Regions from separate parts of the Mus musculus genome. Here region 2 is linked to region 1. A link is a contact called in public HiChIP or PLAC-seq data. All regions are on one chromosome and are shown on one strand. Each heading gives the region's core, a stretch centred on a gene start, on an enhancer-like site or on the middle of the called end of the contact. The rest is flanking DNA. Distances are from core to core; before and after follow the strand shown. Region 1 holds the start of Yes1 (YES proto-oncogene 1, Src family tyrosine kinase). Region 2 holds the start of Slc5a1 (solute carrier family 5 (sodium/glucose cotransporter), member 1).

What was found. HiChIP or PLAC-seq counts read pairs in DNA pulled down with a chosen protein or histone mark.
Region 2: a contact with region 1 is called in an H3K27ac HiChIP or PLAC-seq map of embryonic stem cells, with 4 times the contacts expected there. The contact joins the promoter of Slc5a1 here to the promoter of Yes1 in region 1. A contact is called at or near these places in 1 of 39 promoter capture datasets (stem cell-derived epiblast-like cells) and 1 of 115 datasets of contacts at active chromatin or transcription factors (embryonic stem cells).

What each region holds. Positions count from the first base shown.
Region 1 is chr5:32,609,024-32,614,612 of GRCm38.p6, reverse strand. Yes1 (YES proto-oncogene 1, Src family tyrosine kinase) reads right to left here and starts at 3,442. Exons shown (of 12, transcript NM_001205132.1): 1 at 3,238-3,442. It overlaps Gm10461 (collagen alpha-1(II) chain), which reads left to right. Exons shown (of 2, transcript XM_030254958.1): 2 at 2,561-5,589. The coding sequence ends at 3,389.
Region 2 is chr5:33,102,132-33,107,720 of GRCm38.p6, reverse strand. Slc5a1 (solute carrier family 5 (sodium/glucose cotransporter), member 1) reads right to left here and starts at 3,502. Exons shown (of 15, transcript NM_019810.4): 1 at 3,130-3,502. The coding sequence starts at 3,264.

The DNA of each region.
Region 1 (5,589 bases), core at 2,193-4,692:
TGTGAACCAAAGGTGACCTAGCCATGTAGCTCTCTGAACAATGGAAGATCTTACTAAAATTTCCTGTAAATATGCACACAAGGACAGAATCACAAACATTGCCTTTACAATGAGGCAAAGTTCCTGTGACATGAACTTGGCACAGATGCAATCTCTTCTTCAGCGCTCCATTACATCAACATAAAGTAACAAAACCAACAGCTAAAACAGCAAGCAACTACACAGAATAACTAAAGCGGCCTCAGGCAACCACTCTGTCTCTGAAACACCATTGTCATTGCTTCCTTCTGTAACAAAAGTATATTATTGCTTCAGACTCTACAAACCTCATAAAGTGTAATTAAAGGGAAAATCACTACACAATGAAAAATCTTATGTTAAAACTGACACTGAATTGTTCTTATTTGAAGCATTATTGCTTTAAGGAAAAAAAAATGAATGAAAGTCAACTCTTGCTATGTCAGTTTTGTCATGGTACCTGATTTTCTGAAAGGTAGGTACCTGATAAAAGAACACCTATCCATTCAATAAACATTTTGATTACTTTCTATTTACTATTTATATTTAAAATTAATAACACATAACACCTCTCAGAACATTAAAATAACATAAAAATCAAGAACATTTGGAAGTGTGTGGTATTTTCTTTTTTTTTAACTTTTTTTTATTAGATTTTTTTGTGTGAGTGTGTGTGTGTGTGTGTGTGTGTGTGTGGTATTTTCACACACAAACTAGTATATGATATTTATGATGCAAGAAGTCTAAACCTGTTAGCAAAGAAGAGCCCAGGGAGTGCCCTTAAGCTAGACACCAATGACTAAAATTTTTAATCAACAGGGAAAAGATTAAAGGATGTGACAGGAAACCAGATTATCTTGAAAATTATTAACTTAACCTAAGCACCTTCTATACTGCATTACATTCAGGCTTCTTAAAAATATTTTTATGTAAAATATAAAACCCAGGTAACAAACACACAAATGTATGAGCTCATAAATTAAATTAAAACTAACACCTCCAAGACCCCAAGGATAGAAGCATCACTTCCTTGTAGTTTTTTTTTTAATAGTTTTATCACTTAAATTTGCATCCCTAGACATCAGAACCTAGCAATGCTCTTCAAAAAAAAAAAAAAAAAAAAAAATCTGCTCAGGTTTCTTTCCTAAACAATGGTAATAAGTAATAAGACTAATAAATGATGCTCACACCAACCTGAACCACTAAATTGGAAGCTCAATATATTTTTTTTAAAAATTACCAAGGCTGGAGAGTTGGCTCAGCAGTTAAGAGCATTGACTGCTCTTCCGGAGATCCTGAGTTCAATTCCCAGCAACCACATGGTGGCTCACAACCATCTGTAATGGGATCTGATGCCCTCTTCTGGTGTCTGAAGACAGCGACAGTGTACTTATATAAATAAAATATATTTTTTTAAATTACCCACAGTAGTATGCTATTACTGTTAGAACTATGCAAATTTGAACTGTAAGTAAACAAGGATTTAAACAAGTATACAAGTAGTAATATTTCACTACTCTTTTAGCATATTCTTTTATTTATATATGCAATGAAATAAAATTTTATTTGCAAAGACAATGGGTTTTTTTGAGAATTTCTTCAACTAAAAACAATTTTTGACTATATATTAATATTATCCTTTGGCCATGAGATAAATTTCACACCTATCCCAAGAAGACAGGTCAAGGCTGTAATTTCACTTTCAGTTGAACAGAAAGGAGTCAATTTTGTGGTTTGTGAAGTCAGCAAAAACTAGCTACAAAATTAAAGGTATAACATTACCGTAGTTTTATGGCAAAGCACACATTTTAAAAGCTTTTATTTTATCCTGGAAATATGGAATATAAACAGTCTTGTATCTAAGTTTCAATCAAAGGCAATCTTCTCCCTCCCCTAAATTTAGGACCTACTGAAATGTCAACCAGCATCTACATTTTCACTGAGGTTTTGCTGGTATTCAAAAATAAGATATAGCTAAATGCATTTAGCAAGCGGAAAAAATTCCTGAAGAACAACTTTCCTACAGTTGTATTCTCTCTCATATATGTTGCATATAAGAACTTTGGCTTTTAATTTAACACTCCCTATCTGCCCACTCAAAATGTTTCTAGTCCACACCATTGTGCTGGTTAATAGAGGTAGCACACATTTGGCCTTAAATTGAGTCACACATGCACACTTAATAACATTTTCATTAGTGAGTAATTTAAATTTAGAAATTTAACAGGATGTTTAAACTCACTTTCAATTGCCAATTTTGGTCAGTAATTTTACACGAAATACATGAATATACCATACCGAAATATCCTGTGAAATCACATGTAAAAAACACAGCTGTGGAACACACAAGAGAGGTACAAAGTTATGTTTCAACTGCATACTTTTCGTTTATTTACTTTGATAACTGTCATTTCCACTGCTGTTCCAATCACTTATGCAAAGAATAACTACATCAAAACTACGCTATGCCCCATTCACAATCCCTATACCAGAAACGATATTCCCACTTTTTAAAAACAACTCTTTCTCAAGCCCAATAAAGCAAAAGCTGGAAGCAATTATCAAGAAGCAAAACACAAACAAAATTTTCGTTGACACAGGAGGACAGAGAACCGAACTCACGGGGAGGCGGAGTGGCAAGGCACTTAAAAGTGGCCGCTGATTGTAACACGTCCCAACACCCTCAAACCCAAACAAAGGAAAACTTTATAAACAGGTCGTGGTTTGCAATCAAACCAAGTACAACCCGCCGCTCACCCGCTCGCTCCACGAGTTCCACTCCTCGCTCCAGACAGTTGCTGCGGGCGTCCGGCGACACAGACCTCCAGCCGCTAGGACGAGAAGGGGCCGCTGCCCTACCCTCTGGTCCTCATTCGGGAGTGACCCCACGTCCTTTGGGGTGGAGGGTGCAGCGGCGGCACCACATAGGCTGGACCACTATCCGGACTCCCGCAGAATCGGGAAGTACTGGACAGGGCGGAGACCGAGGCACTGGGCAAGCAGGTAGTGAGCCCAGGAGACGAGACACTCACGCCCGCCAGCCAGACCGCGGGAGGGGAGAAGTTTCTCCTCAACTTCCAGACTCCGGGACCAGTAGGCGGACAGCGGCAGGGGCGGCGGCGCCTCGAGAAGCCCGGGAGCAGGAGGGTGGATGCCGAGGCCTAGAGCTGCCCGGTCCGGGTCAGCTGCCTACGTCGCGAGGCCACGCCGCGAGCTTACCTGAGTCCGGCCGCACTCGCACGGGTCGCCGCGGGGAGAAGGCGGCCGGCCGAGGTGGACGCCCGCGGGTCCCTCTCCCTTCTCCACCTCCAGGTCGCGGGGCGCCAGGAGGCAGCGACGGCGGCGCAGCCGGCCCGGGACGCTTTACTTGAGGAGGAGGGAACTCCCGGACGCCCGCACCCCGCGGCCTCCCTCTCTCCTCCTCTCGCCGCCGGCCCCGCCCCTCCGCTCCGGATCGCGCGCGGGGCGGGGGTTGCGGCTACCTGCGCGCGCCCGCTCACCGGAACTCGCGCTCTGCTGTCTGCTGGGAGCGCCTTCCGGCGCGGGAGCTCTGCGCGGGGTCCGCGGGCCGCTGGGAGGCCCGGCCGTGTCGTGCCTGCCGGCCCAACATGGCGCCAGGGGTCAGGCGTGCTCCCGAGGGGGCGTGAGGAGAAAGCAGCAGCGGCATGTGGTTCCCTGCCTTGCCCGCACGCCGACTACCGCAACGGGCGAAGCGGGGCTCCGCCTGGCTCACCGAAACACTGAGGGGTGTGGGGCTTTGTTTTCGGAGGGTGATCGGGGTTGGGGTTCTTTGGAGAAAGGTTGACTGTTCATTTCTCAGCTTTGTGCCTCCGCACCCTTTGTCACTGATAGTAAAATCACAGTCGAACCGCGTGAGCCATCAGGGCAGTGCTGACACCTTGGTTCTCGTCTGGCCGCAGAAGCTTCCTGTTGACTGTAGGTCGAACCAGCCTTGCCGCGCGAGTAGAACCGAACCTGAGTTGTGTTGGCAATTCTCCCAGGAATGGTGGCTCTCACTTAGAGTGGGACAGCATTGTATTTGATCCTCGTAATAGGGAACCCGGACAGGCACTGTGACTCTTCTTGACAGCTATGAAAGCTGACGTTTGGGCCCCTTGAAGTGAAGAAGTCAAGATGAAAGGTTTTTTGTTTGTTTTCCCTCCGAAGGCCTTGCATCGTTTTTTCTGCTTGCCTTGTAGAAAAAGGAAGGGTTTAGGAGGAACTGAGGTACAAGATTGAGAGGGTCAAAAGACAATCTAGAAGTACTCCTGCTAAAGGCACGTCTGCCTTATCACACTCTTAATTTCCCTTTTGTATTTCCTCTTTGGTGGGGTTATTCGAAGTATTAATGTGGGACTGTTGGTTTCCTTTGTGGTTTTCAGAGAAATTCAGCATCATCTTTGACATATCAACTCCGTCAGTAGTCTGGTACTTTAGCAACTTAAATGCACACAGCTTTAAAAAGTTTCTTCAGAGAAAGGAATGGGAATCCACATGAACAACTATGTGTGATGTAGCGCGGTGCTTTATTTTGCCATTGACTGGTGCATTAAGGGGTTTTTTTGTTTTGTTTTGTTTTTTTTTTTTTTTTGTTTTTTTGTTTTTTTGTTTTTCTCTGTATAGCTCTGGCTGTCCTGGAACCCACTTTGTAGACCAGGCTGGCCTCGAACTCAGAAATCCCCCTGCCTCTGCCTACCAAGTGCTAGGATTAAAGGCGTGCGCCACCACCGCCCAGCAAGTTTTTTCTTGAAACTAGAACGTTAGTTACTTGAGCTGTTGCCTTTCTAAACCTACAGATAAAATAGAAATATATTTGTGACCCTAAACTCTCCCAATTTAAAAGACAACAAACAAAAACCCTCTCAATGTTAGTCTAACCTGTTTTGAATTTGTTTTATATTTTATTTTGTTTTACTTTGCTTGCTTTTTTGAGACAGAGTCTTGTGTAGCCCAGGATAGCTTTGAACTTGCTGTGTAGCTGAGGATGATTTTTGAGCCCCTCCTTCTCCTGTCTCTACCTCCCAGTTTCTGGGGTTACAAGTAGGTACCATCACACACAATTTCTGTACTTTAAGGTAGGGAGAGAGTATCAAAAATACACCTACAACTTAAAGGTTACATTTAATGGCTATTTTAGAAATATTCTTAAAGATGGTGACAGGATCTGGGAAATTTTGCTGGGAAATTTTGTTGTTATAGAAACTAGTCATAGCTAAAACCCTGTTTCTGAAATGGTCAGGTGAGTGTCGGCTCATGCATCCCTCTTCACAATGTTACAGTGTGTTAAGACCTATCTTGAAACTTCTGGGAAAATCAGCCCTAGGAAGGAAGGGGAAGGCCAGTGGAAAATTTGAACTATATTAGGTATTTCTAAAACTAAGGTGTTCTTACTTATCAAAGTTGGCTGGAAGTTTGAATTATTAGAAGTTGAACTGATGATGACCAATGGAACCTATGATTCTGCCTGGAAATGTTCTTGCTTAGAATAAAGTGCTTTCGGGGAGAGATTTGCCCACTTCACTAAGGTCCTGGTAATGAGTTTTTCTTCCTGCAACAGTGGGAAGCCATGCA
Region 2 (5,589 bases), core at 2,253-4,752, 490 kb before region 1:
CTCCAGGCTGTCCAGAAATGGAAGCTGGACCCCAGGAGAAACTTTATGCTGAGATATTCAAGGTAAAGCTATGGGCAACTCTCGAAAATTCTTTTGTCCAAAGTTTAATGAAGAGATATATGATTATAGGATGAAGAGGATTGAGGCCAGCAAGGGCTGCAAATCCATGAAGAAAGAAGAAACAGAGGACATGGGAACAGCACTGTCCCTTCAATGGTGGGGAAGGAACAGTGGAGGCAGGAAAGCATTGTCTTGAAGCAGAGAGAGAAAGAATAGCACAGGCTTTGCATCGGATGCTCTGAGTTCTAATCATCCCTGCTCGGGTACTGATTCATCTAGATGAGCTCTGGTTACATGTTCTTCCCCCCAGTGATAAAATGAAAACGTTGGGTTCCCCCAGAGGCTGTTCCGATTCAAGCATTCAATGGTGCTATTAACTGAAAGGCCATTCCAACTCCTGTAGCAAAGATCTTATTGGTTTAAATAACAAAACTCTGAAAGACAAGCAGTCTGGGGAAATGGCTCAGAGGTTAAAAGCACTGGCTGGGGCGTGGTGGCACATGCCTTTAATCCCAGCACTTGGGAGGCAGAGGCAGGCGGATTTTTGAGTTTAAGGCCAGCCTGGTCTACAGAGTGAGTTCCAGGACAGCCAGGACTATACAGAGAAACCCTGTCTAGAAAAACCAAAAAAATAAATTTAAAAAAAAAAAAAAAAAAAAAAAGCACTGGCTGGCCTTTCAGAGGACCCAGGTTCAATTCCCAGAACCCATATGGCAGCTCACAACTGTCTGTAACTCCAATTCTGCGTGATCTGACGTCTTGAACCCTTAGGACACTGAACACATTGGAACAGACATGCAAACAACACACCTGTATACACAATATAATAAACTACTAATAATAAATTTTTGAAAAGAGAACAAAATAGACCTGATAGTAGGTGCTTTGGATTTTGTGGGTTCTCTATCACATAATTTTATTTTGCCTTATTCTATTATGTGTATAACCCTCTAAAAGTGTAGAAGTTATTCTTGGCTTATGAGCCATATAAAAATGGGCTGTGGCCCAACATTTAACCATTGGGCTATAGTTCTTAACAACTCTAGTTTGGGTTGTTAGCATCTCCCAGCAAGAATAAGGTCAGTGATTCAACTTAAGCTGCTATAAAACCCCCTGAAGAAGCAACGTGAAATAGTGAGGGAAAAGAGAAATGAATATCAAGCAAGTAATGGCCCAAAACTCAAAGATAACCAAAGAGGAAGCAAAGTTGACCCAAACTGAATATTGTTGGAATGGATGAGGCTGGAGATGGAGGAGCATTAGCTGTGGGTGGTTTTCTAAGGCAGCACAAGGGGCTTGGGTTAGTCTCTGCAACCCAGAAGTCACTCAGAAGCCAGTGTATCCATCCTTAGATCAAGCCACCGTAACACTTCAATAGGAAAAAGAGGAGTGGTAAATGAGCAAGGTCCAGAGGCACTGGCTAATGGAAGATTGAACATAGACCAAATACTAACAGGCTCATTAAGTAGCATTTTAACAGGACAAGTGACATTAAATCACAGATATTTCAAAAGTGCAAACACCATAAGAAATGTAAACACTTGCAGGATTACTGGGAAGGCTAAGAGAAGCTGGGATAAGAGCACTGAGTGATCAGTGCATTCTGGGAAGGGGGCCGTCTGGTATGGCTAGCAGATAGTGGGCTTACATCTTGGCTCCAGTATCTATCAACATGAACTGGAGGGCGAAGGCAGGGAGCAAGCGCTATGCTTGAAGATCTAGTGTCTAGGCAAGGATCAGGACACCTAAGTTCCTGGAACAGTCCCGAGGATTGCAAAATCTTAGGCAACTCACAACCACCTGTGACTTCAAGTTCCTCGTGTGTGAAACTGTAACTGGCATTCCTGTCTTCCCAGTTCTGTGGCTTTTCGTGTGAAGGTGTATTGTCCAGCTCACTGTTGCTGCCCATCTTATTTGAAAATACAAGCAAGAACTATCCAGGGCATGGATCCCAAACCCTGGAAGGTGAATGGAAGAAGCCTAAGAGATATTCCTAGACTCATAAAGACCTTTCAGACTCAACTCTCAATATTTGGAGGAGGGGATCCTAGGCATAGATGCAAGCACGTCTATTTCAGACGTGGATGAACAGAGGCTGTGGGAGGTTCACTCTGCATCATTTAGTTCAACCACAGGAGAGCAGTAGTCGAGGTGCCTATGCTAGACACTTGCTACTGTTAAGGAAGCCAGGTATACTGATGAAGCGTCCACCCCACAGGTCCCATGCAAGTGACACTTGGGGAGCCTTTCTGTTATGTGTGATTTATACAATTCTTTTTGAAAATAAAAGAAAAAAATCCATGTTTCCTTTTACTCCCTGATGGAGCTCTGTTAGTGAAAGGGTTAATGCCTGCCATCCTTTCCTAACTCCAGCTTCTTCCACACTTCAACCTTTAGAGGTAACTAAAATGCTTGCACACTTTGCCCAGCTGTTAGGTGTGCCAGCATCATAAATGAACTTTCCAAGTTCCAGGCTTTGAAGAACAAGTTTCTCTGGTTTGGTGTGTCCCAGAGTCCCAAGAGGAGAGATATATATACTTCCCTCTTCCTGAGACCAGTTCACTCTCCGTTCACCTGCTCCTTCCTCATCTCTAACCCCAGATGGCCTCTTTAATTCCACCATGCAAGACCTCTGGATTACCCTTCCCCAGAAGGGGGCATTGGTCAGCCATAGGCTGCCCCAAGCACCTGCAGTCTGCAGAGGTGATGACTTCCTGGCTCTCAGCTGTTGCTTTCCCATTGGAAAGTGGATAATTAAGAGGTCAGACAATGCTGCTCCAAGTTGCCTTTCCTGTCCCTCACATTCTATTCTAGTCTCTGTGACCCTCTACTTCCCCCCTCAGCCCAGGATCTTCCAGGGCCTTTCTGACAGGCTCCCTTCGGCATCCTCTACCTTCCTACCTACAGGCCTCCTGTGTCCTGAACTCTTCCCCAGCGTTCCCGGGATATCTCCACTGTAAGCCCATCCTGCCCCTTTGTGGCTCAGGGAAACCATGGCATTTTTGTGTGTCCTCTCATGCCACACAGTCGCCCTGGCCTCTCTAGCCCGTGCCCAGGACCCGCACATACCCACAGCCCGACAGCCATCACCACCACGAAGTAGATGACGATGACTGAGATGTCAGCCGCATTGCGAATGCGCTCGTAGGACGGGATGGGTGCATCGGTGGCAGTAACCGCGGGGCTCAAGGTGCTACTGTCCATGGCGGTGGCGACGAGTCCCTCTCGGCTCACAGGCTCACCGGGGCCACTCACTCCTTATACTGCTTTTGAGTTAATGATCAGCCCCGAGGGAGGGGACCCGCGACAGTGGGGCTGCGCGGCAGGAACGCTGGGCCCCTGTGCTGCTGCGCTGCACCGCACCGTCGGGAAGCAGCTCCTAGGTGTGCAGTGCCTTAAGAAGACCGAGCAAAGCTCAAGAGAGTCTGCGGGCGCCTGGGCGCCTGGCCGGCAGGTAAAGTCTGTTCTGTGAGCAGGGAGGGGCCTGCTAAGGGGTGGTGACTGCCTGGCACAAAAGTCCTCTGTGTTCCTGCAGTGGGCACCTCGAACAGTTGCCACGCCTGGTCTGCCACGGAGTCCCACGTGAGGCAGAAAAGGAGTTGCTACACAGAGGGACCAGAGGCACCTGGAGCCAAGCATCTATAGGCTGGGGCCCATCTGCGGCAGGTGCTTTTGAAGCAGACCTGGCATCTTTGTGGACTGCCGTCTCTGTGAAAGAGGAGTGCAGGACTTCTCAGAGAACTCAGCCAAGTTCTTGGTCTCCTGGAGAAATGGTCAGGAGGATGAGACTGCTGGACGGTGCTGGGAGAAAGTCAGTACAAATCTCTTGACCACCAGCATCACAGACACCCATTCCCGAACCTCTACAGCATTAGACCCTAGAAACAGTGCAGTTCCCCCCGTAAGAGCAATTGCGGGAGCTACCCACTGCGGGAGCTACCCACTGAGGGAGCACAGAAAGAACAACAACCACCTGCAGCCTGGGAGAAGGGGTCCCACTACTGCCATTCCTTTGTCCTGTGTCTTCACTGAAATGATTCAACCAACCGTGGATGGAAAGAGTTTTGTACTGAACTGGTACCGACTATTTCCCTTGTGATTCTCTAAACAATACAGTATGGTGATGTTTCATAGCTTGCATGCCGTGGTGTTACAAGTAACCTAGAAATGATTTAAAGCACATGAGAAGACATGTGGGTTGTATGTGTGTATATATATATATAATTATGCCATTGTATGTAAAAGACTTGAATTTCAATATTAACCGGATCCTGGAACCAAGCCCCCTCAAAGAGCAAGAGACAACTTGTAATGTGCTCCGAAACCAGTTTAAAGTGTGAGAGGTATCTAGTTGCAGTAGCACACCCCTGTGATCCCAGTGCTCAGGAGACAGAAGAGACAAGGCGATCCTGACCGGAGACTGGGCTATGTATATATAGTAAGACCCTGAATCAAAAAAGTGAAGTGGAGCACACAGCCGAGAAGATGCCAAAGACTCTCTGCCAAGGAGCTCATCACACCCTGGGCATTCAGACAGGTACCTGAACCAGAAGCCCAGGCTCAGAACAAAAATGACTAACAGAGAAAGCATGACTGACCCACAGTCACACAGTGAGCCAACAGCAGCGCTGGCCCTGCAGCCTCGGCCCGTGCAGAGCGTCCGCCCTTCAGGACTTGAAGAAACCCAGTCCCAGACTAGCTTTAGAGAAGAAGCACGGAGCGCCTGCAACACCCCTAGCCTACCTTCCTCCCCTTGAGCTTTTCCTCCAACACTGCCTCAGGCTCCAAGGCATGGGGGAGGAGGTAGCAGAAAAAATGCAAAAATTCACAGCTGGAAGTCAGGAGCCTGGGTTCCAAAGAGCCTAGGCCTCAGAGCCTCAGGGCCTCAGGCCGGTCACTGCTCTGTCCCTGCCCATTTCCTTTTCAGTCAAATTGGCAGACCATCCCTAGCTGTCCTCTTTTTTAAAGACCCTAGAATCAATTCTGAGTCTAGCTGGGCTCCTAAGGGCCTGGCTCTCAGTCTCTTCTCTATTCACTGTAGACAAGTCCCCGACACTTGCATATCAAAAGCCTGCCATCCTCACTTTTAGCCTCAATATTATCCCCTGCTGTGCCTCCCAGGAATGAGATTTTTTTTCAACCGCTGGACGGTCATTTCTAAAACCAGGAAAGGGAACAGTAACCATTGTTGTAAAGAATCAGGGTCCTCCCTGGATGCCACCAGCCACACCACACACTCACGCACCACCCCCTCTAGCCCCTCAACTCCCTTGAGCACAGCACTGGGTAGTAATCGGGCACATAGGATTCCGGCTTCTCCTCTAACAAGAGAAGTGGCCTCTGACCACGCTGCCTAGCTTGGCAGGGCTTTGCTTCCCTCACTTGCAAGTGAACAAGAAAGCAACTAAGGAGGATGCTTCTTTGCATCGGAAGGAAGCACGCCAGTGTGCTCAAGAGCAGGGTTAACGTTCATCTTCATCATGGTCATTTTATCTGGGCTCAAAGATGAGGGGCTCTCAGGTATGCCCT